Regions from separate parts of the Anser cygnoides genome. Here all the other regions are linked to region 2. A link is a contact called in public Hi-C data. All regions are on one chromosome and are shown on one strand. The core of a region is the stretch at or near the end of the contact, and the rest is flanking DNA. Distances in the headings are between cores, read along the strand shown. Region 1 overlaps BMP1 (bone morphogenetic protein 1). Region 2 overlaps LOXL2 (lysyl oxidase like 2). Region 3 overlaps DOCK5 (dedicator of cytokinesis 5).

Region 1 (4,053 bases), core at 898-3,397, 300 kb after region 2:
CCCCGGCATCGGCACTTGGCCGGCGCCGCGCCCCCGGGGACCCGGCTTTTGCGGAAACGCCACGGCCCGGGCGCGAGGGCTGGCTGAGGTCATGCCGCACACCCTGCCAGCGCCGGCACGGAGGCTCTGGATGCGGGTGGAGACGGGCTTCTCGCCGGGTCTGTGCCGCACCGGGGGGCACACGGGCGGCTCCGGGCACCCCCTGCCCTCGGCAGCCCCCCCGGGGAAGGGGTCGCGGGCAGGGGAATGGGAGCAAAGGGGGTGGGATCGGGTGCTGGAGCGGCTCAAGGGCCGGTGGGGAGCGGTGCCAAGTTCACGCTCCGAGCAATTAACAAGTGGATCCCAAAAGAGCCACTAATTGCAAAAGCGAGGCGGGACAATTAGGAGAGCCCGGAGAGGTCTGAAGCAACGGCCACCGGCACGGGGAGGCGAGAGGATGAGCCCAGACACCCCGACCCTGCCCAACCCTGGGCCCAAACCCCTCGCTGGAGACGGCACGGAGCGCTTTGGGGTGAAAGGGCCACATTTTGGGTCTGTTCCCAGTCCCGGTCAGCCGGTAGGCACATCCCAACAGAAGGAAACCCTTGCCCAGGGGCAGAGCAGGGCCGTGGCACGGCAAACCCCCCAGTGCTTTGCCAGACACCGATCTCCCGGAGAGCCCCGGTGCGGATCCGGGGCCGGGGGGGCGCTGTGTCCGAGCGGGAGGAGCGGGGAGGCCCCGGGGCGCGCGAGGGACGAGCAGCCCGTGCCAAGAGGCGCATGGAAAGACAAGGGAAATTAAGCTCGCTTACGGCGGAGCAAGCGCCGGCAGAGCCAAGTGATATAGAAACCATATGTGAGGGATTTGGGATACGTGAGAGAGCCGGGCAGGCGAGCGCGGGGACGTGGGGCTGCTCTCCGAGCCGGTGCGAGGCAGCCCGGCTTCTTGCTGGACCCAGCCAGAGCTTGGGGCCGTGCCACGGCCACCGGAAAAATCCCCCAAAATTCCCCTCCCGGCTGGGAAAAGCGGCTTCCCACTCAGGGCCGTCCCCGCCCCGGGCTGGAGGAGCGGAGGTGGCCCGGCCGCGATCCCTTTAAGGCCACGTTAGGGCCAGCCCAAAGCGTTGCTTTTAGAAACGTCCACGTTGGTTTGGGGTTTGGGCGCTTCCTCCCCGCCGGGCCGAGCCCAGAGCTCCCCAGGGGCCGTCCCGAAGGCGCCCCTGTCCCCAGCGGCCCCTCCGCCGCGGGGGCTCCCCGTGCCAGAATTCCCAGTTAACCCCTCCGAGGGGCCGCTGCTGCGACTTGCTCCTCTCCGCGGCTGCTCCCCCAAAAAAATGCGGGGGCGAAGGCGCCGTGCCGGGGCTGACGGGGCAGGAGAGGTCCCTGAGTCAGCCCGGCCCCAGCCCAGCGCCGCGGGCGGCGAGGAGCTGCCAAAGCTCGGCGGAGCTCACGTAGGAGCGGGGGAAATCGGAGCTGCAGCACGCCGCCGGGGCACCCCCTGCGCCCGCACCCCGCGCCCTCGCACCCTCGCCCCGCCGTGGCGCGGTGCCGCTCGGCTCCCCGAGGGTTTGGGGACAGCCCGGTGTCCCCAGTGCTGTCCCCAGCCCGGGAGGCCGTGGCCGTGCCGCAGGGGCCGCCCCAGGTTGCAAAATTCGGGGCAAGGTCTGAGCAATTGCGGTGCCAGCGGGGCGGACACGGTGCCAGCATGGCACCGGTGCAGTGGGAGCACGGAGACCCGGAGAGGCGGTGGCTCCAAGGCCATGCACCGGCCGTGGGGACGCTCGGGGCGTGATGTCCCCATCCTTGTCCCCAGCAGCTGCAGAGGAAGGGGGTGGGAGCAGGGAAGGGGCCGGCCCTGCACGTCCCTCCTGCTCCCCAACCCTTTGGGACCTGCCAGCGAGGCTCCCGCCGAGCTCCCCGGCACCCCAAAGCCACCTGCAAGGTGCCACCGTGTCCCCAGCATCCCTACCCCAGCCCTGAGCCTCGGCGTCCCCATCAGCCACCCCACACTCACCCCACACCCCCCATGGTATTGCTGGGGAAGCCGAGAAGGTGGCGTTCCCCCCCGTGCCACAGCCAGCACCCCAAAAATGCCCCAAATCTGCCTATTTCAGCCTCCCGCACACCCCGGCGGGGCCGGATCCTGCCGGAGATAACTCAGCCCCTCTTGTTTGACTTTTTTTTTACACGCTGTGTTTTTGTTTTCGGGTTCTTGCAACGGTGACGTAAGCCCAGGGACGATCAAGACAAACAAAGTTTGACGTTCGGACCCGGGCCAGCCCCCCCAGCACCCCATCCCAATGCTGCAGGCACGATCCTCGCCGTGCGCACGGCTCCGTGGCCGTCCCCGAGGGCCCCCTCGTCCCCTCCCCACGGCTCGCCAGGGATGCGGGCGCTCAGCATCCTTCCTATTCAAAGCGAGGAGAAGGAAGGGGTCCCCCCGGGAACGGGGCCCTCCGACGAAGGGCTGGCATCGCCGAGGTTTCGGGACGAGCCCCGAGGTTTTCGCAGGCACAACCCAACCTGCGGACGAGCCCCGCGAGCCCGGGGCGTGAACGCGATGTCCTGGCGAGCGCGCAAAAGCAAACAGATCGGCGGGAGAAACCTTGGCAGGGGAGGGCGCGCAGATAAACAGGACGGGATCAGGTTTCAGGTCAGTCTGGGGCAAACCGGGCTCGGTGCGCGGCGCCGGGTTCGGAAGAGCCCTCGCCCCAACGCGGGTCCGACGAGGCCGGGCTCCCCTCGGAGCACCGAGAGCCACGGGTCTGGTGTGATGGGCATCAGCCCGTGCTCAGGAGCAAGGAGCAGGCTCAGTCCGACCATCCCACCGCCTCCAAGCCCTTGTGGACCACGAGCATCGCTCCGGGGCCAGCCAGGGACCAAACTGGGAGCGGGCGAAGAGGCAGGGAGCGAGCCGCGCTGCCCCGGCCACAAGACGGAGGCGTCTCCGGGGCAGGATGGAGGAGAGAGGTTTAAAAGGTGCATCCCGGCCTGGGCCAAGCCGCCGGGGTCGTAAAGCCTCGGAGTCACCGGGGCAGCATCCCACTGGCTCGGCGGAGCCGTTAAATATGTGAGGAATGCTCCTCGCGCCTCCCCCTCGCTGCCTCGCGCCAGCCCAGCTGCACCCGCAGCGAGCAGCAAAACACGCCGGGGCCGCAGCAGGAGGAGCGGGTGCCGCGCACGGATGCGGCCGGGACCCCCCCCCCACCCCGCCTCGGGGGTCTCATCCTGCTGGGGCGCACGGGTGTAAAGGCGGAGAGGTGCTGGGCATCCCCAGCAGCGCGGCTGGGAGCGCAGCGCCACGGTGGCTGGGGTCGAGGCCTCATCCCGCAGCTCGCCGGCACCCCGTGGCCCTGCGGGGACCCCAGGGGGACGGATCCTGGCCCTTTACTCCCCTCTGGCCGTGGTGCTCAGCCCCTCTCCCGGTGCCCCCGGCCAAGCAGCCGGCGGGGCGAGGAATATTTGCTTTCCCAGAGCACCTTCCTAGAGCGCGGCCGGCACAATACAGGAATTCAGCCTCGCAGCCACGCCGGGAGCCCGGCCAGAGCACGGCCCCGCTGCGGCCGGGGGGGAAACTGAGGCACGGGGGGGCTGGGGCTGCTCAGCACCCGGGGGGGACCTTCTCCTCCCACAGCCCCCCGGGTGGTGGGGACGCTGAAGGGCCAGCAGGATGCCCTGCCACTGAATCATCCCTGAGCTCAGCACCCGTCGGAAGGGGAGAAACAAGGGCAAGGCGCATCCTGCCCGGGCACAGCACCCCTCTCCGAGCCCCCAGCCCCCTTTCCCGAGGGGCTGGGCTCTGCCGGGGCCAGCACAGCACGGAGCAAGCGGCCGTGCCGAGCTCGGAGGAGCCTGGCCTCTAATAAACACGGCTCGTAAAGGTCCGGGGGCAGGTCGGGAGCGGGAGGGACGCTCGGATCGCTCCAGGGGAGGATTTTCCTCCCGCTCCTCTTCCGTGACAGCGAGCGGAGGAGAAAGCCTCCTCCGGGGCTCGGCGCGGAGGACGCAAAGCATGAAACCTCCAGCGTGTCAGAGCCTCCGGGACGGAGCCCAGCCTCCCCTTAACTCCTTCCC
Region 2 (3,952 bases), core at 244-2,743:
TGAATGATTCAGACATATTTCAGAAACTGAGTCAGACTCGAGACCTCAAACTTATCCAGGAGGCAGCCAAATCAGACAGCTTCAAAGTCAACAGCTCAGCTGCTGCAGAACGTCCCTTCTTTCCTTGTTGCCTCACTCCATCACTGGGAGCTTCTGTTCAGTAGGCTTTCGATGTGGAAGCAGAACAAAAAAATGGGAAAGATCCTAGCAGGGGCTCAAAATTGTTTAATTTCTGGCGTGTCGTGATTTATTTGTTTGGTTTTGGTTAGAGGGGAGGTGGTAGAAGGTGAAAAACCCAATCTCTAGAGGAAAGATTTCTGCCCTTCCATCTTTGACCCCTTTTTTTCTGTAAAAACGGGTGCAGAGTGGGGCTGCAATACTTGCGGCTGTAAGTTTTTATGCTGTGATTATTTTTACAGCTGGAAAGGAGATGAGCCGTGCCTTGTGCTTTTTATTTATTATTTATTTAACTCATAAGCATCAGGTTTTGAACTGGGGGCCGTGCAGTTGCCTCACCCCCAGGTCAGGCTGTGCAGACGGGCTCTGGTGCCTCAGGATTTGGGGACCAGCTCTGCTCCCAGCACCCGTGGCTGCACTCCTGTTCCCAACAATGTGCTTGCGTGTGGGTTTTTTTCCCCGATTCCAAGGCTGGGATCAAATTCAGCATGTTACATCAGCGTGACCACGTTTGTGCTCCCAGCCCTGGCCACGTGGAGCTCTGCTTGGGCACTTCCCACCTCCTTCCTGGCCCAAGGAATTGACTGCACTTAGGCACAGGTTGAATTTTTTTCTGAAGCAGCAGTTTGGCATGGGAGAGGACAAAGTTCCTGAGGTCAGCACCTCCCAGACCCTGCAGTGGTCTCGCTTTGCTGGTTGCAGGTTTACAGCACAGCTTCCGTGCTCTCTCCGAAGCGTTGCTGCGTTCGACAGCGACTTCGGATAGCGGCGCAGCCCCGGCTGAGTTGACACCAACGCTTCCCCGTTTAAAATGATGAAATGCGTCGTGTGCGAAGCCAGCTGTCACCTTGTTTAGATCAGAGCGAAGCGAGTGCTGGGAGGGAGAAGCTGGTTCCATCTGTTGTTCGTTTTCTGCCAATAAATTTACATTCCGATTCCTTTTTAAAAATAAAAAAGGAAAAAAAAAAGGAAAAAAAAGAAATAGCCAGGTTGCTAGCTTGGGAACATCCTGCTCTGTTTGCAGCCTGTTAGGGACAGGTGAAACAGTTCTTTTTTGGGTAAACAGGGCACTAGAAATGATAACCTGGTGCTGCCGGCTTTGATTTTTCCCACCTTATAAACCACTGCGATCCCACGAAGGCTGGGGCAAGGCTCTCCCCTGGCACAGCTTTAGCACTTGATGTATAAACAAATACCCGGGCTGGGAGCCAGGACGGAGGCAGCCCGAGCGCCGGTGCCACGTAGGAGCGTGCCGAGGGGAACGTCTCCTGCCCGGGGTTTCTCTCTCCCTCTCCTCCTGCAGCACCTTTCGGTTCCCAGCGCTTTGTGCATCGTCATTTATTTCCTCCCACGCTGCTGTGGGAGGAGAAATTCCTGCCCGAGGGATGAAGCAGCACAAAGTCCGGGCTATTCCCATCCACGTTGTCCTGCCCCCGGGACCGTCGCTGCTGGGGGCACCGCACAGCCCTTCAGAGGTGGTAATTAAAGGGGCGTCTGCTTGCCCTAACGATGGCTCTCCCCGTCTGTGTCTTGCAGGCACTACCACAGCATGGAGGTTTTTACCCACTACGATCTCCTGAACCTCAACGGGACCAAGGTAGCTGAAGGACACAAGGCCAGTTTCTGTCTGGAAGACACGGAGTGTGAAGCAGGTGCGTTTGCCATTGCCCCTCGTGCTTTCTGCTGTCCCCATACAGATTACGGGACTCAAAGATGCTAGGAAATTCCCTAGAAATTAGAATAGATAGAATAGATCCTAGGAAATAGATAGAATAGATCCTAGGAAATTCGAGCGTGGCTTGACAGGACCTGGAAACCAGTCCTGAGGATGTGTTAGTATGGAATAATGGTCTCTACAGGTTTAAGAGAATCCCAGCAGACCCCGTGTATGTCGAGGTTTCCAGACCTCAGCTTCTTATGTCTTTATTCTGAGCTGCTCTGGAAACCTCAGTGTGCATGGTCTGATTCCCATAAAGCATGAAACTCTGAGACTTGCCCCTGGGTGATAACACAGGAAAGGTGGCAGCTCCTCCCAGGCATTTAACTAGTCCATGTATTTCAGTACAGGACTCTAAGCGAGGTAACGTTGCGTTGTCTCATCCAAAATCTCACGCCCGTAGCTTATCGCTGTCTATGGGAGCTGGAGAACAACCAGCCCTTCCTCTGACACGGTCTGTGAATCCAACGCTGCGTGGTTTTAACTCCTCTCCTCCTTTAGACGTGCAAAAACAGTACGAATGTGCCAATTTCGGTGAACAAGGGATCACAGTCGGGTGCTGGGACGTGTACCGACATGACATCGACTGCCAGTGGATCGATATTACTGATGTCCCGCCGGGCGACTACCTCTTCCAGGTACGGGGGGAAAAAGCGTTTGAGACACTGCCAGTGCCTTTATCTTATCCACTGGGGATGCCAGGAATGTAACTAACTGGTTAGTTTATACATCTACAATACTATGAACTACTGCTTATAGTGATTGTGTTCCCAGAATACCTAAAGAATTAGCTACCAGAACAGCAAAGTGTTACCAGATCCCATATTAAACCCAATTAAAAAGTCAGGGATGATAACCACAGCTTCGAGATAAGCCCTAATGAATCCAGGTGCAGCTAATACTCGATATCCTACGCAACCCACGTGCTACCACCACGTTGCATCCCCCTGTTGTCTCGTACCAAGCCTCTGAGCTGTTTGTAAGCAACGCTCGCTTCGCTTGGGGAATTAAATCGCGGTGTTTGCATGAGAAGTTGCGGCTGCCTACAGTCTGTTTTGTGCAAGTGGGGGGAATTCTTCGGCTCTAAAAACAGCCACTTAAACTGCAGAGGAGCGAAGGGAATTATTTTTGTCTCCCCTGCTATCGTGTGAAATGTAGAGAAGGTGTTTGAGGGTATATTTTGGTGCACGGGGGAAGGTGTGAGCTTGATCTGGGTTAAATCAAGCACTTTGTCTGCTTTGAAAAAGTGAGTTACTTTTTTTTCTAAAACAAATGAACAAAAAAATTATGCTGTAATGAAAAGTTGATTCTACCTCGAGTCCAGTCCCTCTTCAGGTAGCTTTATGCGGTGTTTCTCCATCGCTCCCAAGGTTGTCATCAACCCAAACTACGAAGTCGCCGAATCGGACTACTCGAACAACGTGATGAAATGCCGGAGCCGCTACGATGGGCAGCGCATCTGGATGTACAACTGCCACATAGGTGAGAGGAGCTGACTCCTCAGTGAGCCCTTTGTGTTCCCACTGCCGTGTGCTTGCTTACATGCTCGGTAAGATGAGCTGTTGAGTCCAGGCTGGAGCCTGATACCACTGCCACGGTCTGCTGAGCTGAGCAGGGGAAGGGTTTGTTTCTTAGTGCTGTCTGTACTTATTACTGGGGCAGCAAGCACAACACGGGTCAAAGAGCTTTCTGACCAAGATCCAAGAGAAATCCCTCTTGCTCGGGCTCGGTGGAACAGCGATAGCAGATGTTACAGCTGCGCCTGTTCTGCAGGGGAAGGAGCATTTCTTGCTCCCCCCTAGAGGTTGTCAGGCAGAGGGAGTGCAATCCAAGAAGTTGTTCAGAGCGCTCGAGTAGGCCCCGGCAAATACCTGCAAATTCTTTCCCGAGCTGAATTATTACCAGCCTGGGACTGACCTCTTAGGACCCCAAAGCTTCTCTTTTCTTGAAAAGGAAGGACGGTGATGTGTGAAACAGGGCAGTGAGAGCCATGCACTCGAGCCAGAAACGAAAATGCTCTGCTGTCACTTTGGTATGAGGGAGAACAGCTGCCTTTTT
Region 3 (3,590 bases), core at 1,008-3,507, 410 kb before region 2:
TATCCATTCTCACAACACAGTTCCAGAGCTTTCAGTGGGATGTGGGATTCTCTCCAGCCCCGGGACATAGTTTGGAGTTTACCTGTTACCGTAGTCAATTTTAGCAGTGACTTTCTTCTTGAGTTCAGCCAGTTCATCTTTGGGAAGAGTCCCAGACAGGATCTGCGACCTCCATTCTATCAGACTGTAAGTCATTTGCTGGACATGACGGAACTGTGTTGTCTTGTTATCCTACAGAAAACAAGGGACAATTTCAAGCTAGTGATAGCCTGAAAACTATGAGGTCAGTAAGCTTCCTGAAAGGTACTTGACCAAATCCACACAAGTTGCATTTAACTAAAAATATCTGAGAAAGAGGCACTGTATGACAATACAAGATTAGACCATGGAGAAAATTCTCCAGCACTTTGCACTGCCAAGGTTTAAGTGTCTTAAGATTTAGGGTCTGCCACTCAGAATGTGTGATGTTGTGTGACGTTTTTATGCATGTCCCGTTTGTTTTGCTTGTTTAGATAGTTAGACTCTTTAAAGCAAACACTTCATTTACTTTTGAAAGTCTAAAGGTGATACCAAAACATAACTACTTATGCCACTGATGTCCACATAAGCTTTTTCCTCACACCTATCCCTCCTACAGCTCTCACCAGCCAAAATAATTCTTCAACCTATTTGGTACACATGAAAAAGATCTCATCACCAAAATACAACATGAAAAACCTGATTAATTCAAATTCTGCCTCCACCACTGTTTACAGTGTTAGCAACTATGTTGTAAAACCAGAATGCTAAGGGAGCTGAGTCCATGGATGCATTTTCATGGCTGCCTGCTCCTTATCCTGTCCCAACAGGCACTCAAAATCCATTACAGTGAAAAAAAAAAAAAAAAAAAGGAATGGTAACAAAATGCAGCAGTATCTGGGATACACTTCCCTGCCAGTATGCATGTAATATTTCAAGGTCCACGCTCTACCTGCTGGTACCTGGATTGCCATGTCTACGCCTGACCTCCAGAGAGGAGTTCATGGAAATCAGAGCAGCTCTGTGGAAACACAATCATCTCCCTGGCTGGTGCCTATCAGTAAATAAGGCTGAAGCTTGTCTGCTTTTCAGAGCACTCGTTTTTGTTTATATTTGCATAGACCTTAGCGCAACCCAGGCCTGACTCATTCCATGCTCTCAAGCACTAACCCAGGCAAAATGGTAACAGAGGTTTCTCAAAGTTCACTTTTATCAGTCCGACAGGAGCTGTTTAGAACCCACCACGCCAGGGATCATCCAAACATGCAATTAAAAGATAATGTGGCTGAAGGAGGCTTCCCAGACACCACCTGCCTCATCTACCCCGGTACTCGCTCCGCTCTGCTGCAGTCACTGCATTTTTCATCTTTTGCTATGGATTCAGCATCTCTAATTACAAAGCACTGACTGAGCAGAACATCAAAACCTGCTTTGTTAAGGAGCTTCCTCTTCCCGTTTCTACTGTTATCATCTCTAATTAAATATTTTTTATGCTCTTAACTGGTTCTGCCCTAATAAAATTAGTCATACCTGTACATCTCTTTCATAGAGCCCCAGATTCCAAGGCTCACACTGCAATTAGGAAGTGGATAGCTATGCAGTAAGCCACCATACTTGCAGCTGTACCTGCTTAGATAAGTAAGCCTTAAAAAGTGTCAGCTGTAAGATTCAAGAAGGAATTCGGGCCTCATCCTTGTTTTACCTCTGCATGGTTAGCCAGTTACTACAACCGTCTTATGTTGAGAGTCAAGTGCAGTTCATTTTCAGAGGGAAAGTGCCATAGTTTTGATCATCTGGGACAAAGTGTATGGTTATGCAACTCCAAAATGATTTTTATTTTATTTTTTTTGGACTACATCCCACCCAACAGCTAGTGGGAATTGGTCGACTGTGTATTGCTGCTTCATCCAGGTGGCAGCTGACTGATGTCACTTGGCTGTATCAGGGCTGTTAATGTTTAACCACAAGCCCCAGCTGCTCCCACACGGCAGAACGAGAGGCTCACCTCAGTTACTGCCCCGTTCTGGTCCCTGCAAAGAACAGGAATGATAAGAACTACTCATCGTTCGCCCCTTGAGAATATAAATGTAAAGGGAGCTATAAATAGGCATCTTCCTTCAGTTTGGGCCCATGTCAAGGGGCTGGCGGAAGCTAGATGAGCCTATAGTTGATACAAGGCAGATATTGCTGACATATTTAGTAAACAAAGGCAAAAATAAATGTACTCTTAACCTGAGTTAAAAAGGGAAGAAAACTTGGGTTAGCTTTCAGGGAAATTCAGAGCATATCTTAATTTGGCATGAGCTAACCCTGAGTTATCTCTGCACCTGTTTACATTAGCTAACTCCCATTAACCAGCCCAAGTTAAAAACCCCTGCCCATTTTCGTATTTATTTTGCAGTGGAGATATACCCCCTGGTACAATGTCTGCTGCAAAGCCCAGAAATTAAAGTGAAATGAAATGCTGCCAAATAAAGAAATCCTCTGTATTTCCTTTCTCTCCTCAAATATCTCCTTCCTCCTTTGTTATTTTTTTCTTTTAATACATACTGCAGGGGGAAAATAAAATAAACTCAAATCCATTTCAAACCACAACATTTTCCAGGACTATTTTAAGAGTTATGTTGGTTAAGCACAGGAACATGAAAGACATCTGCTCTTAAAAAAACAGATTCTGAGGCTATGATCTTAAAGTTATTCAGAAAAAAAAATAATAATCAGGAATAAAACTCTCTTTTCACACAGTAATAACGTCACATACGGTTTCTCATTAAGTTAAGAGGGTGGAACAAATTTTTGTGGTTTCGTGGCTCACAAACAAAACGTGCTTGTGGCCCCGTGAAATTTTCAATAGCAAAACTTGCTCTGGATAAACTGAATTGTTAGAGCTAATTTAAAACAATTCTTTCATCTTAATTAAAGTCTCAGGGCACATACTACTCCGCAGGCTGAACACATTACTGACCAAAGAGAAATCTCTTGGCTCTTCTTAACATGCATTAATAATCACCTTTAAAAGAAGGCAATTCATTGTGAACTCCAGCTGTCCTTCTCTGAGCAAGAACTTCACCAACTTTAGCAAAACTACTGAATCTGTGCATTACCTTGAGCTGACTTTTCTGTAGTAACTTTGTCACGTGTCTTGTCATTCTCTCTACTGAGAATGACACATATTATGGGACTTTGGTCAGTCAAATGTCCCACCAGCACCCCCAGCCCTAGCTCTCTTCCTCTCCTTTGCCTACCTGACCTGTACATGCACTCGGGGGTGAGGCTCAGGCATTCCATTAAATATCTACACGATGTCCAGAAACACAGGTTTCACCCTTGTTAAATGTTTTGTTAAAACATCACGGTTTCTCGCACAACTTCACTGAGATCTCCTGCCCTCATACAGGAGGGATGTGAAGCAGGAAGCCTCACTGTACAGCAAACTGAGTCACACTCACAACCCCAACCAGCTGACACGATGCTGAGTGTGACTTGTGCCAGCTGATGCTCAGAGTCAAGTCTTCAGCAGTGCTCTGTCATCACAAATTGTTCAAGTACAGCGAACACTCTGTGGCACGGAC

What was found. Hi-C and Micro-C count contacts between places; a contact is called where the count stands out from the background.
Region 1: a Hi-C map of liver shows a contact between it and region 2, with 14 times the contacts expected there. The contact joins two enhancer-like sites. A contact is called at or near these places in 2 of 7 Hi-C or Micro-C datasets (both in liver).
Region 3: a contact with region 2 is called in a Hi-C map of liver, with 14 times the contacts expected there. The contact joins two enhancer-like sites. A contact is called at or near these places in 2 of 7 Hi-C or Micro-C datasets (both in liver).

Annotation. Positions count from the first base shown.
Region 1 is chr26:2,192,520-2,196,572 of Taihu_goose_T2T_genome, reverse strand. The region is part of intron 1 of BMP1 (bone morphogenetic protein 1); the gene reads right to left. Among named protein-coding and RNA genes, the nearest start is that of BMP1, 4.8 kb to the right of the region's middle. Within about 2 kb of position 2,147, at least 2 of the 3 cell types and tissues checked have open chromatin away from gene starts, as enhancers often do. A contact at or near this core is called in liver, where this site is marked.
Region 2 is chr26:2,490,877-2,494,828 of Taihu_goose_T2T_genome, reverse strand. LOXL2 (lysyl oxidase like 2) reads left to right here. Exons shown (of 14, transcript XM_013202100.3): 11 at 1,714-1,829; 12 at 2,396-2,532; 13 at 3,265-3,376. Among named protein-coding and RNA genes, the nearest start is that of R3HCC1, 14 kb to the right of the region's middle. Within about 2 kb of position 1,493, at least 2 of the 3 cell types and tissues checked have open chromatin away from gene starts, as enhancers often do. A contact at or near this core is called in liver, where this site is marked.
Region 3 is chr26:2,902,013-2,905,602 of Taihu_goose_T2T_genome, reverse strand. It overlaps DOCK5 (dedicator of cytokinesis 5), which reads right to left. Exons shown (of 57, transcript XM_013200957.3): 11 at 83-231. Among named protein-coding and RNA genes, the nearest start is that of GNRH1, 60 kb to the left of the region's middle. Within about 2 kb of position 2,257, at least 1 of the 3 cell types and tissues checked has open chromatin away from gene starts, as enhancers often do. A contact at or near this core is called in liver, where this site is marked.